Linked DNA regions of Mus musculus: regions 1 and 3 are each linked to region 2. A link is a contact called in public promoter capture Hi-C data. All regions are on one chromosome and are shown on one strand. The core of a region is the stretch at or near the end of the contact, and the rest is flanking DNA. Distances in the headings are between cores, read along the strand shown. Region 1 has its middle 46 kb from the start of Pgrmc1. Region 2 holds the start of Rpl39 (ribosomal protein L39). Region 3 holds the start of Lonrf3 (LON peptidase N-terminal domain and ring finger 3).

Region 1 (4,730 bases), core at 1,851-4,350, 530 kb after region 2:
CTAAGATGCTCTATGCTTTTTCTTATATGTAGAAACTAGGGCTAAAAAGAACCTGGAGGTAAAAGGGGCTTGCCAGGGATATACAAGAGGGAGAGGGGAGAGGGTAAGAATGACTACAAGAGGTGGAGGATATCATCAAAATACATTACACCCGTGTATAGAGATGCCATGAGATGCTTTATTTTGTACAATTAACATATGCTAACTAAAAGTGGAAAGAAGGTAAAAGCTTGACTTAATTTATTTTCTATTGCTGTCATAAAGACCAGAACCAAAAGCAACTTGGGGAGAAGAGGCTATATTTGGTTATACAACAAGGAACACCAAGGCAGGAGCTGATGCAGACGCCATGGAGGGATGCTACTTACTGGCTTGCTTGCTCAACATGGCTTGCTCAGCCTGCTCCCTTATAGAACCCAGGACCACCAGCCCAGGGATGGCACCACCCACAATGTGATGAACCCTTGTCCATCAATCACTAATTAAGAAAATGCCCCCCACAGATTTTCCCGGAGGCCAAATCTAGTATAGATATTTTTTTCAGTTGAACTTCTTTCTTCCCAGACAACTCTAGCTTGAGTCAGGTTGACAAAAAGATCTAACCAACCAGCACAGTGCTAGAGGATGCAGAGGCTTGCTGTGAAATTCTGTCTTCTGGATATGACACGCCTGTGGCACACACCAACTCCTTACATAAGACACTGGTATGCATACAAGATCAACCCAGTGATGCCAGTCAACATTCCAGCAGGCAAGAACTAATATCTCCTCAGGGAAACTAAAGAAATAAATGAAATTTCTAAAAGTTCGGAGTGTATATTATCCAAATATATTGTGTACACACATGCAATTGTTAGTAAATAAGTGAACAATACTGAAGACATAAAAAATATAATTTAAAAAAAGAGGAGGTACTGTCTGGCCTATGACTATCTACAGGTTCTTTCTTTGCACGACAATCTCTCCTTCCATGTTAACAGGCCATATCCTGCTCACTCTTTTTTGTTGTTGTTGTTTTTAAAGATTTATTTATTTATTTATTTATTTATTTATTTATTTATTTTATATGAGTAATGCTGTCATTGTCTTCAGATACACTAGAAGAGCGCATTGTATCCCATTATAGGTGGTTGTGAGCCATCATGTGGTTGCTGGGAATTGAACTCAGGACCTCTGGAAGAGCACTTAGTGCTCTTATCTGCTGAGCCATCTCTCCATGACACATCCTGCTCACTCTTTAAGCATCAGTTTTAGTTTCTTTGTTTGATGGTTCTGTAATATCGTTTCCTCTTTCTCCCCCTGATGCTGGGGACTGAACTCAGGCCCTGTACTCTCTGTGGAAGCACCACCACGCTAAACACCACTTGTCTTAAATCCTGAGTTTTATAAATGTCATCTTATGTATAACTTGGTCTCTTTCTTTTTTGGGGGAGGGGTTGTTTCAAATTGATTATTATAATTGTAATTAATTAATTGTTCATGCGATTGATTAATTGTCTTCTCATTAATTGACTAGAGTGTGAGCTCCCTAAGAGGCTGTGGCTGTGGCTGTGGAGTTCACTCTTGAATCTCTAGCCCCGCCTAAAACAGTCTATGTTTTGTAATTGCTCAGAAAAAAAAAAAAAAAAAAAGTCGAGCGGAGTAGTCCTAAAGTACTGTGCCTTTAAGGCAGGGAGGAGTTTATGGAGGGCTAGGGAATAGGGATTAGGGACCTCCACTGAAACAGCTGCCTGTCCAAGAGGCCTCTCTGCAGGCCCTTTCCTCCTTCTCCAGTCAAACCCCCTTGCCTGCTGGTGAGAGGCCTCAGAAAGGGAAAAGCTTTTAGGAGGTGCTAGGGACCCGTTTTTTGAGTCTTGTATGTCTGCTAAATGTTGGCAGTTTTTCCAGGCCACTGTTCCGACTTTCGGTTTGGCAGCAGTACTGGAAAGCATCTGTAGATTCTTGAGCAGTAAGTCTTACAGTGTGACATCTTGGGAATGAGAGACCTTTCTTAAACCTCTTCCACAAGGAGGACCCCTGCCCCTTCCCTTTGGTTTTTTTCTTCTTCTTCTTTGCTAGCCAGAACAGCACTACTGTATCTCCAGTGTCCAGCACAAGAGAGCCAGCAAATAAATCTTATTAGTGAAGGAATGACTAATGAGTGAAGCGTGATATGATCATAGAGATCCGATACGTTGACTGGAAACAGCACCCCCATGTATCCCCCCACTCCCCACCACCTCCCCACCCCTGCCTGAACAAACAGTTTTGCCTCATGCCCTCCCTGGGAGCTCTCTATCCACTCACTCTAGGGAAAAAACAAAACCAAAACCAAAGAGGATTTGTGGTCCCTGGAACCTGGGGCTAAATACAGAAAGGGCATTCATTTATTCAGGGCTAGCCCAGTGACTTCCTGACTTTAAGGGCAGGGTGTTTAAGCGCCTTCATGCAATCGTCCCACCCCTATCCAAACCTTCATGGCATGGCCTCAGAGCTCTGCTCTGTTTTCCAAGTTGGCATCCAGCAAATGATGAATACATCCAAGCAAATGGCTTTTAGTGTTCCTCTTCCAAGCGCACTTTTCATTTCCACATTCCAATTTTAACTCAGAGCTCTGGTGGGGGCAGCAGAAGAGAGACATGTGAGCCAGCAGGGCTAGGAGTGGGGCACAGAGGGCTGCCTTCTAGGGAGACCCGAATTTGGCTTTCTTCCGTCTCAGGGGGGTGGAGGTGGGGCGGGTTGTGGGGAATGTTCAAGGACATTCTGAGCCTTCAGGATACACAAGAACAACTAATTTCCCTCCTTGTTCCTTGCTGCTACTCTAAAAACAGCCTTGAAGCAAGGCCCGAGAAGGCTTCGGAGAGGGAGAAGTTTCCCCTGAGAGGCATTGCTTGCCCAGGGAGATACCCAAACCCAAACTGGTTTCTCTGTCTTTAAATAGGTTGCTGAGCCTTCAGAGTTGAGAGGGCAGGAAGCGGTCTCAAGCAGCACATCAAATCTGCCAAGCCTTTTTTTTTTTATTTTTTTTATTCTGGCAACAGCTCCCTCATTTGGGGAATAAGGGATTAGGGGAGGGAGTGAAACAGCTGCCTGTCCAAGGCCCTCTCTGCAGCTGCTTTCCTTCTTCCCCAGTCAAAGCCTCTTGCCTGCTGGTGAGAGGCCTCAGAAAGGGGAAAGCTTTTAGGAGGTGCTAGGGACCCGTTTTTCGACTCTTAAGCTCTTTCATTTTCCTGTGGAAGGAACTTGAGAGGCCTTGCTATGGAAAAAGGCTCCGGGTCAGAATAGAAGAAGGCTACATTCTGCATGTCGTAGCTTCCTTCTTTGGGCACTATTTGATGTGGGAAATGCCTGGTCCCAACTGGGTCGTGAGCTTATTTATTTTGTGAGCCCTGGGCAGGTCTCATCTGTCTAGCTGCATGCTTTGCTGGTATGGTGAGGAGCAAGGGATAGAAAAGGAGAGATAAGGGCTAGAGAGATGGCTCAGCAGTTAAGAACTCTAGCTCCTCTTCCAGAGGTCCTGAGTTCAATTCCCAGCACACACTCACATGGCAGCTACATAAAAATAAAAATTAAAAATTAAAAAGAGAGAGGATATTCATTAGTCAAGGTGAGAAATCCTTTTTCCCCTACCAGGCCTCACAAGATGTTTCTGAGTAATGTTTTGTTGTGAGGACTAACTGGAGGTGCCTATTTAATATATCAAAGCAGACCTGGTTCCAGGTTCTCCCAGCATCCTTCAGTCCCTACTTGTTCCAGGGCACTCCTGGCTTCTGTGTCCCACCGGCTACCCTAAACTTCTCCAGTTCAGGAGCTGGACTGCATTTTCCCGGCTGCCCTTCCATATAAAATGCAACCATTTTGGTTACCTAGGTCTTTAGTCTACCCTTTACTCTCCTGCCGCTCCCCGGTCCCCTTCTGCTCTCCTCACATGGTTCAGGGTCCATGTCCACTCTGGACTCTTCCAGATGTCTCTGCCCTTTTACCTACAATAAACCTTCTGTTCCACCATATGCAGGAGCAATCATTGAATGAAAAAAAAAAAAGAAATTAAAAAAGAAAGGGCATGACTGATCCTGGGTTTTGGCACCAGATGGATTAAATAATAAATAAAAATAAGTAAATATATAAAGAATGAAAGAAAGAGAGAAAGGCAAGCCATGAATGCTCCTAGGTGATATGTTTATAAAAAGATAAAGGAATATTAAGATTTGTTCTGTGGGGGTGTGGTTGAGGTATGGGAGAAGGGAATTTCTCGGCGTGCCCATGCGGAGGCATCCCTTACCCCCTGCGGGACCAGCCACAGGACTGTATAGTATAGAATAGAGTTTATTCTGGGCATGGAGGGAAATTAAGAGAGTAGTAGAGGCAGAGAAAGGCAGAGAGAGGGAGAGAGTAGAGAAGTAGAGGCCGGCCATGACCACGTAGAGAGAGGGGGAAGGGAATGGGGGGAGAGAGGGAGCAACAGGGCAAGAGGCAAGGGAGAGAAGCAGGAGTAAGAGAGAGAGAGGAGGGGGTAAACAGCCCCTTTCATAGTGGCCAGGCCTATCTGGCTGTTGCCAGGTAACTGTGGGGTGGAGGTTAGATAGAATGCTAACACTAGGTATGGTGGAGGAGAACATTTTTTATTGTAGATGAGAGAGAGAGAGAGAGAGAGAGAGAGAGAGAGAGAGAGAGAGAGAGAGCAGAGACCCAGAGATGTTTGAGAGTCCAGAGTGGACATGACACTGAGGATGATCATGTGAGGAGAGGAG
Region 2 (4,217 bases), core at 561-3,060:
AGCACTGGCCACCACAGGAGCTCTCAGGTTGCTTGTAGCCATGAGGAACTAGCTGCTCTGCTGGGAGAAGTGAAGCTATGGAAATCAGGAGAAAGTCCAGAGCTGAGTGCAGTGTGTGTTAGGTATCTGTGAGGAAGGGAAGAAGAGGCAGGCTGCTTGGGGACTCACGTGGTCCTCAGCCTTTCACATCACAATCTCATCCCCTCCCCCGGAACGACATACACAAGGTAGTTCTGAGAATAAGTTGGCACTGATAAAAGGAATCTTTAACTTTTTATGATATCCACAGGTATTATCTTTAGTTTTCAGCTTCTTGTTGTTCTATGATGTGCTCTTTCTATAGTTTACCTTTTAGAAGTAAGGTCTCAATATATAACCTAGGCTAGCTCACAATTTATGATCTTCTGGCGTCTGCCTCATAGGGACCTCATAGGGGTACACAACTATACCTGACTTTCTGTTTTATTTACACAGCAGTTGAGCAGATGTCAAAGAGAAGTAGTTCTTACCTTCCACCTTTTTGAGACAGGGTTTGCCTTGTTTCTGTTGCTGTGTTAAATACTCCAGGCTAGCTGGCCCTCAATCTTCCAGGACTTTCTCTCCTGTCTCCACCTTCTATTGTGCGGTAGGAATCTTAGGGTTGCAGATACATAGGAGTACTTATTTATTTATTTATTTATTTAGCGACAGGGTCTATATGTAGTAATCCTGACTGGCTGGAAGCTCAGTATATAGACTAGGCTGGCCTTGAGCTCAGAGATATTGATCCTTCTGCTTCAAGTGCTAAGATTAAAAGTGTAGGCCACCACGCCCTGTATCTTCACTTTTTGGGACTTGAACTATAAGTTGGCAGGATTGCGTAACTGGTGCTTTTATCTACTAACGATTCCCCTGGCCCTGGTATATGGGATTTTTACCCCACCGGAGACAGAGTTTCTCTGTGTATCTTTGGCTGTCCTGGAACTCGTGTGAGTAAACCAGGATGGTCTCAAACTCAGAGGTCTGTCTGCCTCCCAAGTGCTGGGATTAAAGGCGTGCACCACCACTTTCCGGCGCCTTTTTTTTTTCTTAAGATTTACATATTTATTTTATTTATATGAGCACACTGTAGTTATTCACTACAGATGGTTGTGAACCACCATGTGGTTGCTGGGAACTGAACTCAGGACCTCGGGAAGAGCAGATGGTGCTCGTAACCGCTGAGCCATCTCTCTAGCTCCGCCTCCCTTTTAATCAAGTATTTTTAGGTACTATTGATAATGGGTCCGTGTGTGTTTACATGGGGACGTGTACCTGTAAATCATAAGTGTAGGTGCCCCTGGAAGTCAGAGACATGTTACCCCCTAGAGCTGGAGGGTTGTAAGCTGCCTGATATGGGTGCTGTGAATGGAACTTGGATTCTCTATAATAGTGAAGTTAGTCATTAAAAGATGTCTGCAGCCCCATCTTCCTCCCTTCCAGGGTGCATCGCCAACCCTAAGCCCCGCCCCTCTCGCAGAAGCGGGGGGAGTTGCAGCTCTGGAAGTGATGTAGGCCTTTTCCCGCCCTCCTCAGAGTTGGTCCCGCCTACTCCGTTTCCAGGTGTTTGCTAAGGGTTTACTTGGTTACTTCTCAAAGGCCACCTACCATGGCCACCAAGGCTGTGGCCCTCAGCACAATGATGATCACCTGCAGGAACAGGCATGGACGCGGAGGCCTCGGAATTACGTTCTCTATAAACCGGTTTGGGTTCCCACGGCCCCATGGGAGCGCAGGGGTGGAGCTAGGGAGGACGCTGCGAGTCATCCATCCCCCCCTAAGCTCCGCCTCTAGCGACTTCTTCTAATCGCGTTCTTCCGGTCCCGGCCTTTCTCTTCTCCATTCCTCCGCCATCGTGCGCGCTATTCTTGATTCGGCTTCTCGCCATGGTAAGACTATCGGCCGCCATCCGTCCCTCAGCGGCTTTCCTGAGGCCACAGACCGCTGTGCCTTTGTGGCAGACATGCGCAGCATTGAGGGCTGGGTGTATTTTTCAGGGTTTTAGTGTTCGTTTTTGGAGCTGGGACACCTATCGGCCTGTGGGCGCGGCATGAAATTATCAAGTCCATTTACCCTTGCAGGATGAGAACGCTCTTCCTGCAGCCTGGCAAGGGGTGCAAAGTATTCTTGTTTCATATAGCCTGGGGCTGACGGTGATCTTCATGATGGGGGGGGGGCAGAACGAGAGGCTTGGGACCACTCTTAGATTGTCCCTGATCGAAGAGCATGAATCGCCATTTGCACAGCGAGATGTCCACAGTAAGGGTTAACAGAACTTTGAGATCCCTTCAGAAGTTAGCGCGTCACTCCTTGGAGGCGTCTGCTAACAGCGCATCAGTCATTGCCTACTGGCAAGATTATGCTTATGGGCGTCTAGGTACAAAGTGGGTTTAGTATCTGAATTTGTTAAATAAAACCTCCAACTGGTCTAGGGGGACGAGTGCGCTTGGCCTTCGTTGCATTTTTTTATGTAATGGTGTTTGCCTACGGAGTGTCTAGGGCTCCGTAATCTTAGGTTAGCCAGCAATGTCACTTGGAGGTAGATAAGACTTACAGAGTACAGTACCTAGTGTCATTGACTTAAAACTGGCCAGGGTTTGCCTAACCTCAAGCCATCCTTGTTCCAGTAAGTCCGTTTCCTCTCCTACTCCAGCTATTCCGTGTTTCATCGCTGGAGCCCAGCAGACAGCCAGTTTATAGGTCAGACAGGACCTGGGCTTAGAAACTTGGTGCTGATTATGAGCCATGTTTAAGCCATTAACTCTTCCTCCAGAGAAGTGATGAGGATAAAGGACTTGGTGGTTCGAGGTCGGGGAGCTTTTCCTGGGTGTATGTTCTGCAGGCCTGATGTTAGTTTGTTGGAATTTGTGACTGAATCAAGAGACTAGGCTGTGGTGTCACTAAGCTGGTTGCATCTCCTCGTAGTCTTCTCACAAGACTTTCCGAATCAAGCGATTCCTGGCCAAGAAACAAAAGCAAAATCGCCCTATTCCTCAGTGGATCCGGATGAAAACTGGTAACAAAATCAGGTAAGCCTTCTCTTGTCCGGCTTGGAAATCGTTATGTTTTAAGTAACTTTGGGCATGGAGATACACAGTTGCAAAGTACGGTCCACCCCAGTCAATTAGTGTGCTGGGGACTCCCTTTTGAAATGTTTTTCCTTTTGTTTGGGTTGGGAGCACGGGGTTGAGAACTGGGAGGAAACACTTCTCCATTCATCAAATGGGTCTTGGGGCTCTAGCTCAGGTCATGAGGCTCCTTGGTAGTGACTAGCTTACTTAGCCCCCGAAATCCCTCCACAAACCTTTTATAAATGCTTCCTAATTTCCCTAGGAAGGCTTCAAGGGATTTGACTATTCTGGCAGGAGTGTTCTTTCCTGCAACCAGAGTTGAGCTCAGGACCAGCTGGGTCTTTGAGAGAGGTGGAAGGGATCGAACCCAGGGTCTCCCCCAGGCAAGGGAAGCGCCTTTCTGAGTTCTTTCTGTGGTGTGGGGGATGCAGGCCCACATGTGGTCAGAGGACAGTTGGTGGGAATTGGTTTTTCCCAACATGCTGGGATTAAAGATAAGCATTGCCCAGTTTTGGGATTAGTAAAAATCTGGGTGTGGCTCTGCTGGGGCAAAAAGTGAGCCTCCTTGTTCTTAATTTAGCCACTTAAGCTTGATATCAACAACCCACTCTAGCCTTACATTCGAGTTAATTACTATCTTCTGTCTTCTGGTATGGTACATGTATTTAGAGACTTTACTTGCAGTCAGGACTAGACTTTCAAACTTTGGTTCCCCCCCACCCCCATAGAGTGCTAAGGAAAGCTTTGAAGCACTAGGCAGCGGACCTTAGATGCTTTACCGGGTAGTCTTTTGCTTTTTGAAACAGTCTTGTTTAGCCCAGGCTGGCTAATCTGCTCCAACCTTCCAAGTAAGTGCTGAGGTTACAGGTGTGTGCCACCTTTATAGGTAACTTTGAAAGAAAAGCAGGTAGCAATTACAGTGCTTCATTTTGTGGGAGTACTGCCATTATCCTGCTGAAAGAAAAGCCATGTTGGTTGTTTCTGATTTTTGCTTTTGGGGTAAAAATCGTGACACCTTGACATGAACAGTTCAGAGACTGGTTAGCTTAGCTCTGCTACTTACTGTAAGTCCTTTTATGCTCTAGCAAGCGCTTTAAATAAATTCTCTTGTTCCTCTGAAAGTCTGAC
Region 3 (4,746 bases), core at 2,001-4,500, 760 kb after region 2:
CCTTCTTGACACAACTTTTAGGAGTCTTATTGTCACCATCACTGAATCACTAGAATCCAGGCCTGAGTAGGTCTTCAACCCACCCATTCTTCAGATAGGAAAACTAAGGCCAATGAGGTGAAGTGATAGGTCACACAGCTGGTTCGAGTCACTGCTGGTTAATGTTCAAGTTTTGAGGCTTGGGTAGAGGAAAGTTCCTTTTACTGAGTGTGGGTACAGCTTTTAGAATAATAGAACATTAGCCAGTTCCAGGATAAATATAGTCCGTGGAAGGGGCCCATTTCCCCTTAGAATGGTGAAGATGGATGGTATTGACTTTTTTTTTTTTTTACCCTGACTGCTCCAAGGAGATTATTAACAAAGGTACAGGAAAGAGTCTTCCTGGGGAAGTGATAGCAGTGACAAAGAGGAAGGTGGGAAGAGGCTTCCTGGCTAGCCCGTGGATGAAAGTATCCAGCCCCCCTTAGAATTCCATACTTAAGTGGCCCCTACCTCTTTCATTCATATGGCTTCGCCCTTTCACAAGCTCTAGGCTACAGCTTCTGCTGCCAGAAACAGGCTTTGATGTCTGCCTCTATGCCATCCCCTGAAGGATGTATGCTCTGGGCTGACCTGGGTGCCCATTACTTGCTCTTGATTTTAGCATAGAGTTTACAGTACTCTCTGACACTTCTCTGAATCACACACCCACTAGCCCATTGGCAGCTCACAGCCTGCTTTGTTTAGACACAAGCAGGGTATGTGTTGTGAGGATATCTGTGTTCCCCAGTTCTCATAGCCACTGGTTTTGCTCCCTTCTGCATTACCTGTTGCTGGCTTGGGTGGGACTGAAATGTGGGGAGACTCCATCCCATCCCTCCTCTATCCACCAGAGATTGCCTAGGAGGTCCTAGGACCCTACAGCCCCTTCTGCTTAGCCAACTCCCTCCACACCAGCACGTTTGGTTGGACACATCGCCCTGCCTTGCCTGCCTGCCTAGGTGCTGGCTGGCATCAGCTGGTGGTTCCAAGGCCACTTCCTGGGTTGGAGTGGGAGGAGGCAGAAGGTGCAAACAGGTCCCTGGGAAAACTCTGGTACTCCAGTCCAGCAGAGATGTGGGACTGCCCGGGTTGCCCTTGAAGCTACAAAGCCCACTCTCTTGGGCAACTCTTGGAGCAGGTTAAACAGAGGCATGGCCCCTTTGTGATCAGTCCCTTGTTGCCTTGGGGGGGGGGGATCCCGAGCAGTTGCCTAGTCCTGCCATTCATTGGGTTAGAGGGGTCAAAGGGTTCGATGTCGGGGAACTGGCTGTCTAACTGCAGCGGGTGGAGGGGGCGGGGCAAGTGCATCTATTTCAGCCAAGGAATCGTGTGATAGGAAACGGTGACAATGAGTCACAGGGCAGCGGGGAGCGAGCCCCCCCCCCCTCCGCCCCCCGCACACGCTCGCGGGATGGTTTCTGAGGCGAGCGTGGCCCACTTCAGTTACCTCAGCGTTACACAATCCCCGCCCGCCCGCCCGCCCGCTTGCCTGCCCGCCCGCCCGCGCGGGGGAGGGGCCGCCGGCCCGGGCTGGCTCGAGGGCCTTATGCAACCAGTGCTCTCCTGACCTAATTCCAGGCGGGACCCACCCCACAGGGAGCCTCGGCCCCGGAAGGGACAACTCCCAGAGGCGGGAGCCACGGACTCAGGCGCCCGCAAGCCACCTCCGGTTGGTAAAAGCCAGGAGGACCGCGCGGGAGTTTGGAAAATAGTGCCAAGTTCTTCTGCTGATAGGGGAGGTACCGGCAGGTGTAAGAGCGAGCTCCAAAGTGTCCAGGAAAGACCGTGAACTAGAGACAGTGACACTGAGCAAGACCGAAACAGCGACAAAACTGAGAAAAAAAATGCGCAAAAAAGAGACGAACGGGATAAACTAAGAAACTGGAACCAGGAGGTATAGGAGCAGGAAAGCAAGCAGGAGAGAGGGAAAGAGCACGAGAAAAGAAAAAAAAAGCTATAGGACCAATCAGAAGACTGAGACACAGCTTTTAAAAAAAAGCTAAAGTAGGGAAGACAAACTCCTTGCAATGCCCCCTCCCTCCTCCTCGTGGGCCACGGGCTCTTCCCTCGCCACCCCACCCCCCAGCCCGCGCGCGCGCGCGCGCGCGCGAAACCAAATCAGTCCGGTCCGTCCCCCCGCCCCCGCCTCCCAGCAGGGATCGCTCCCCCGCCCCCCTCGCGTGGCGAGCAAGCCCGCACGGCCCCTGTGGCGGCGCATGGGGGGTGGGGGGGACTCACCTAGACGAACAGCCTCGTTGTACTTGAGCAGAGCTGCCTCCACCTGGTGCTCGCGGAACAGCCGGTTGCCCTCGTGCCGGAGTTGCGACGCCCGCGCGGGGCCCGGGAACAACTTGCCCAGGAGGCCGCTGAGTACCACGTTAACTCGCAGTTGCAGGGGCGCCGGCTGCCCCGCGCGCCGCGGCCCGCGTGCCCTCCCACTGGCCGCCATCAGAGCGGAGAGCTTGACCCCGCACAGAGCGCAGCGCCGATCGGCGGCTCGCCCGCGCTCCAGGCACAGTTTACAAAAGGTGTGGCCGCACCACAGGGACACCGGGTCTGAGAGAAACCCGTGACACTTCTTGCACTTAAAGCCATCCCATACCTCGGGGGCCACGGCCGCGGCCTCCCCTGCCTCTTTCAGCGCCGCGGCGCAGCAGCTCGAAGTGCCGCTCGAGTCGGAGGCCAGCTCCTCTTGCGGGACACTGTCGGCCAAGCAGCGCACTAGCTGCTCCAGCTGCTCCGCTACGAGCTGCTGCCTCTCGGAGAGCTGTCGGTACACCTCGAGGGCTTCCCGAAGGTGCCCCTCAGATGCCAAGGCATCCGCCTGCGTGAGCAGGACTTTGCACTCCAGCGGTGTCGGGACCGCCAGAGGCAGGCTTTGCTCGGGCTCTTGAGCCCCGAGAGCTTGGGAGCCCTCGGGTGTCACCTCCTCCGGGTGGGCGGCTGACTGCCCTGCGGCCGCTGATGTCCCCGGCTCCTCCGGCTCCGCCAGCTCCAAGTTGTTGCTGCCGAGCTCGGCGGACAAGCTCACCATCTGTGCGGTCTGAAGGGAATCCATTGAGAGAAGGAACTGCGGAGGTTGGAGTGAGGAGAGGCGTCTAGGAACAGGGAACTAGCAGGAAAGAGCGGCGGCTGGGAGCGGGCTGCGCGAGCGAGAAGGCGGGATCGCCGCGCGCGCGAGTCTGCCTCGCCTCCCGAGCTCCATGCCGGCTGCCCCGCGCTGCCTAATAACTGTCTTGTCTCAGCGAAGCGTTATATAAAACGCAACCACGTGACTCCTACCACGCTGCTCATTGGCCGGCAGCGGGGAAATTGTTACAAAACCAGACAGTTTTGTAACAGCTTTGCGCTTGCTTCTTTTGGCTTGGCTTTTCTTGGCTTGTTTTTTGAGGTTGTTTGCATTTACTCTTTCTTTCTCACTTGTGATTTTGGGTCCTTTCTGGACTGGGGAGAGGTACACAACCTCTTCTTCCACGCTTTTCCAGCTCTAAACTCTTTGCCATCCCACCTCAAAAGTAGTCTGCAAACAGGTCCGCTCTGCCAGCCGCTTGTTGGAGTCCCCCCGCCCGAGAGAGGCCGGTCCCTATCGGCTCCAGTCACAGAAGTTGCTGGAATGCCAGGCTCCCCTCCAGGGGGCGATGGCTGATGTCTGCAAAGGCACCTAGGGACACCCAAGAAGTCCTCATTTGTTCCCTAGAAGAGCGTTAAGTGCCCCTGCTGAAGCTCCTGGGTTTCCTGAGGGATTCCCCCAAAAGAGACTTAGTGCAGTTTTAGGAGAGTTCTTTGTTTCTTACCAAGACAGCGAATCATGAGCAAATGGTCCAGCGGATAAAACAAGTTAGGCAGTCCGTGCTGGGCAGCAAGGGAAGAACGCACATCTTATAATCCTATATTAGATTGCTCATTGGGACCCCAGGGAGGCGCCCTCCGGTTCTCCTCCTCTTCCCTCCCACCCCCAACTCAGGGACCAGTGCTGGAGCGGGCACCCCCCTGGAGATTCACTGGCTCCAGGACCCAGAGACCAGATGGGCACCACCTTGAGAGCTGAGTTTGCTGAGTTCGCTGTAAACTCGGGGGGGGGGGCGGGGGGGGAGCGTGAGGGAAGCAGAGGGAAGATACAAGCCCAAGACAGCAAATCCAGAAAAAAAAATCAGAGAATTCAGTCACAGCCCAGCTGCTAAACAGCCTCCAGGTTCACAGAAGCTGACTTCTGGCAGGCCGTGCCTAACCTTAGGGTTTGTGCCCTTGCGCTAGGTTGAACACAAGTTGTAGTGCCTGGCTTGGGCTGAGGAGTGGGGCGGGAAATTCCCAACCAGGCACCCCTTAAAAAAATGCCAGACTGCTCACAAACTACACAAGGATTTGTTTACTGCTGGCCTTTGCATTTCAGACAAGAGCCATGAACAAAATGAACCGGCAGGGTTCTGGAGTACCCCACTTCAGGATAGACTGCTTCAAGAAGGAAGGCTGAGTTCAGTCAGGCTTGCTCTCAATTGTCTTCCTCCTCCCTCCCGCGCCTACAGGTCCTGGAGAGTGCTCAAATTAAGATTCCAAGCTGAGTGTCTCCAAGTTGCCTCCTGCTGTGGTCATTTAGCTGGGGGGTCTTGGGCAATATCATCTAAACCTATTATTTTCACTTCTAAACAAATGTCTGGGATGGTTTTAGCTGGGATTAAGTCTTGTTTCAGAGCTGGAATGATAGACTCTTTGCCAGCATTGAGGTCC

Evidence for each region. Promoter capture Hi-C pulls out the DNA fragments that hold promoters and counts their contacts. Capture Hi-C pulls out chosen DNA fragments and counts their contacts.
Region 1: a contact with region 2 is called in a promoter capture Hi-C map of 3T3-L1-derived adipocytes, with 6 times the contacts expected there. The contact joins the enhancer-like site here to the promoter of Rpl39 in region 2. A contact is called at or near these places in 6 of 39 promoter capture datasets (the 3T3-L1 cell line, 3T3-L1-derived adipocytes, the HPC-7 cell line and 3 more).
Region 3: a contact with region 2 is called in a promoter capture Hi-C map of adipose tissue, with 3 times the contacts expected there. The contact joins the promoter of Lonrf3 here to the promoter of Rpl39 in region 2. A contact is called at or near these places in 1 of 39 promoter capture datasets (liver) and 1 of 9 other capture datasets (adipose tissue).

Annotation. Positions count from the first base shown.
Region 1 is chrX:36,549,466-36,554,195 of GRCm38.p6, reverse strand. No RefSeq gene overlaps it. Among named protein-coding and RNA genes, the nearest start is that of Pgrmc1, 46 kb to the left of the region's middle. Within about 2 kb of position 3,100, at least 113 of the 459 cell types and tissues checked have an H3K27ac peak or open chromatin away from gene starts, as enhancers often do.
Region 2 is chrX:37,082,815-37,087,031 of GRCm38.p6, reverse strand. Rpl39 (ribosomal protein L39) reads left to right here and starts at 1,810. Exons shown (of 3, transcript NM_026055.2): 1 at 1,810-1,907; 2 at 2,944-3,047. The coding sequence starts at 1,905. Snora69 (small nucleolar RNA, H/ACA box 69) reads left to right here and starts at 3,999; the gene lies at 3,999-4,120.
Region 3 is chrX:36,326,913-36,331,658 of GRCm38.p6, reverse strand. Lonrf3 (LON peptidase N-terminal domain and ring finger 3) reads right to left here and starts at 3,250. Exons shown (of 11, transcript NM_028894.1): 1 at 2,260-3,250. The coding sequence starts at 3,079.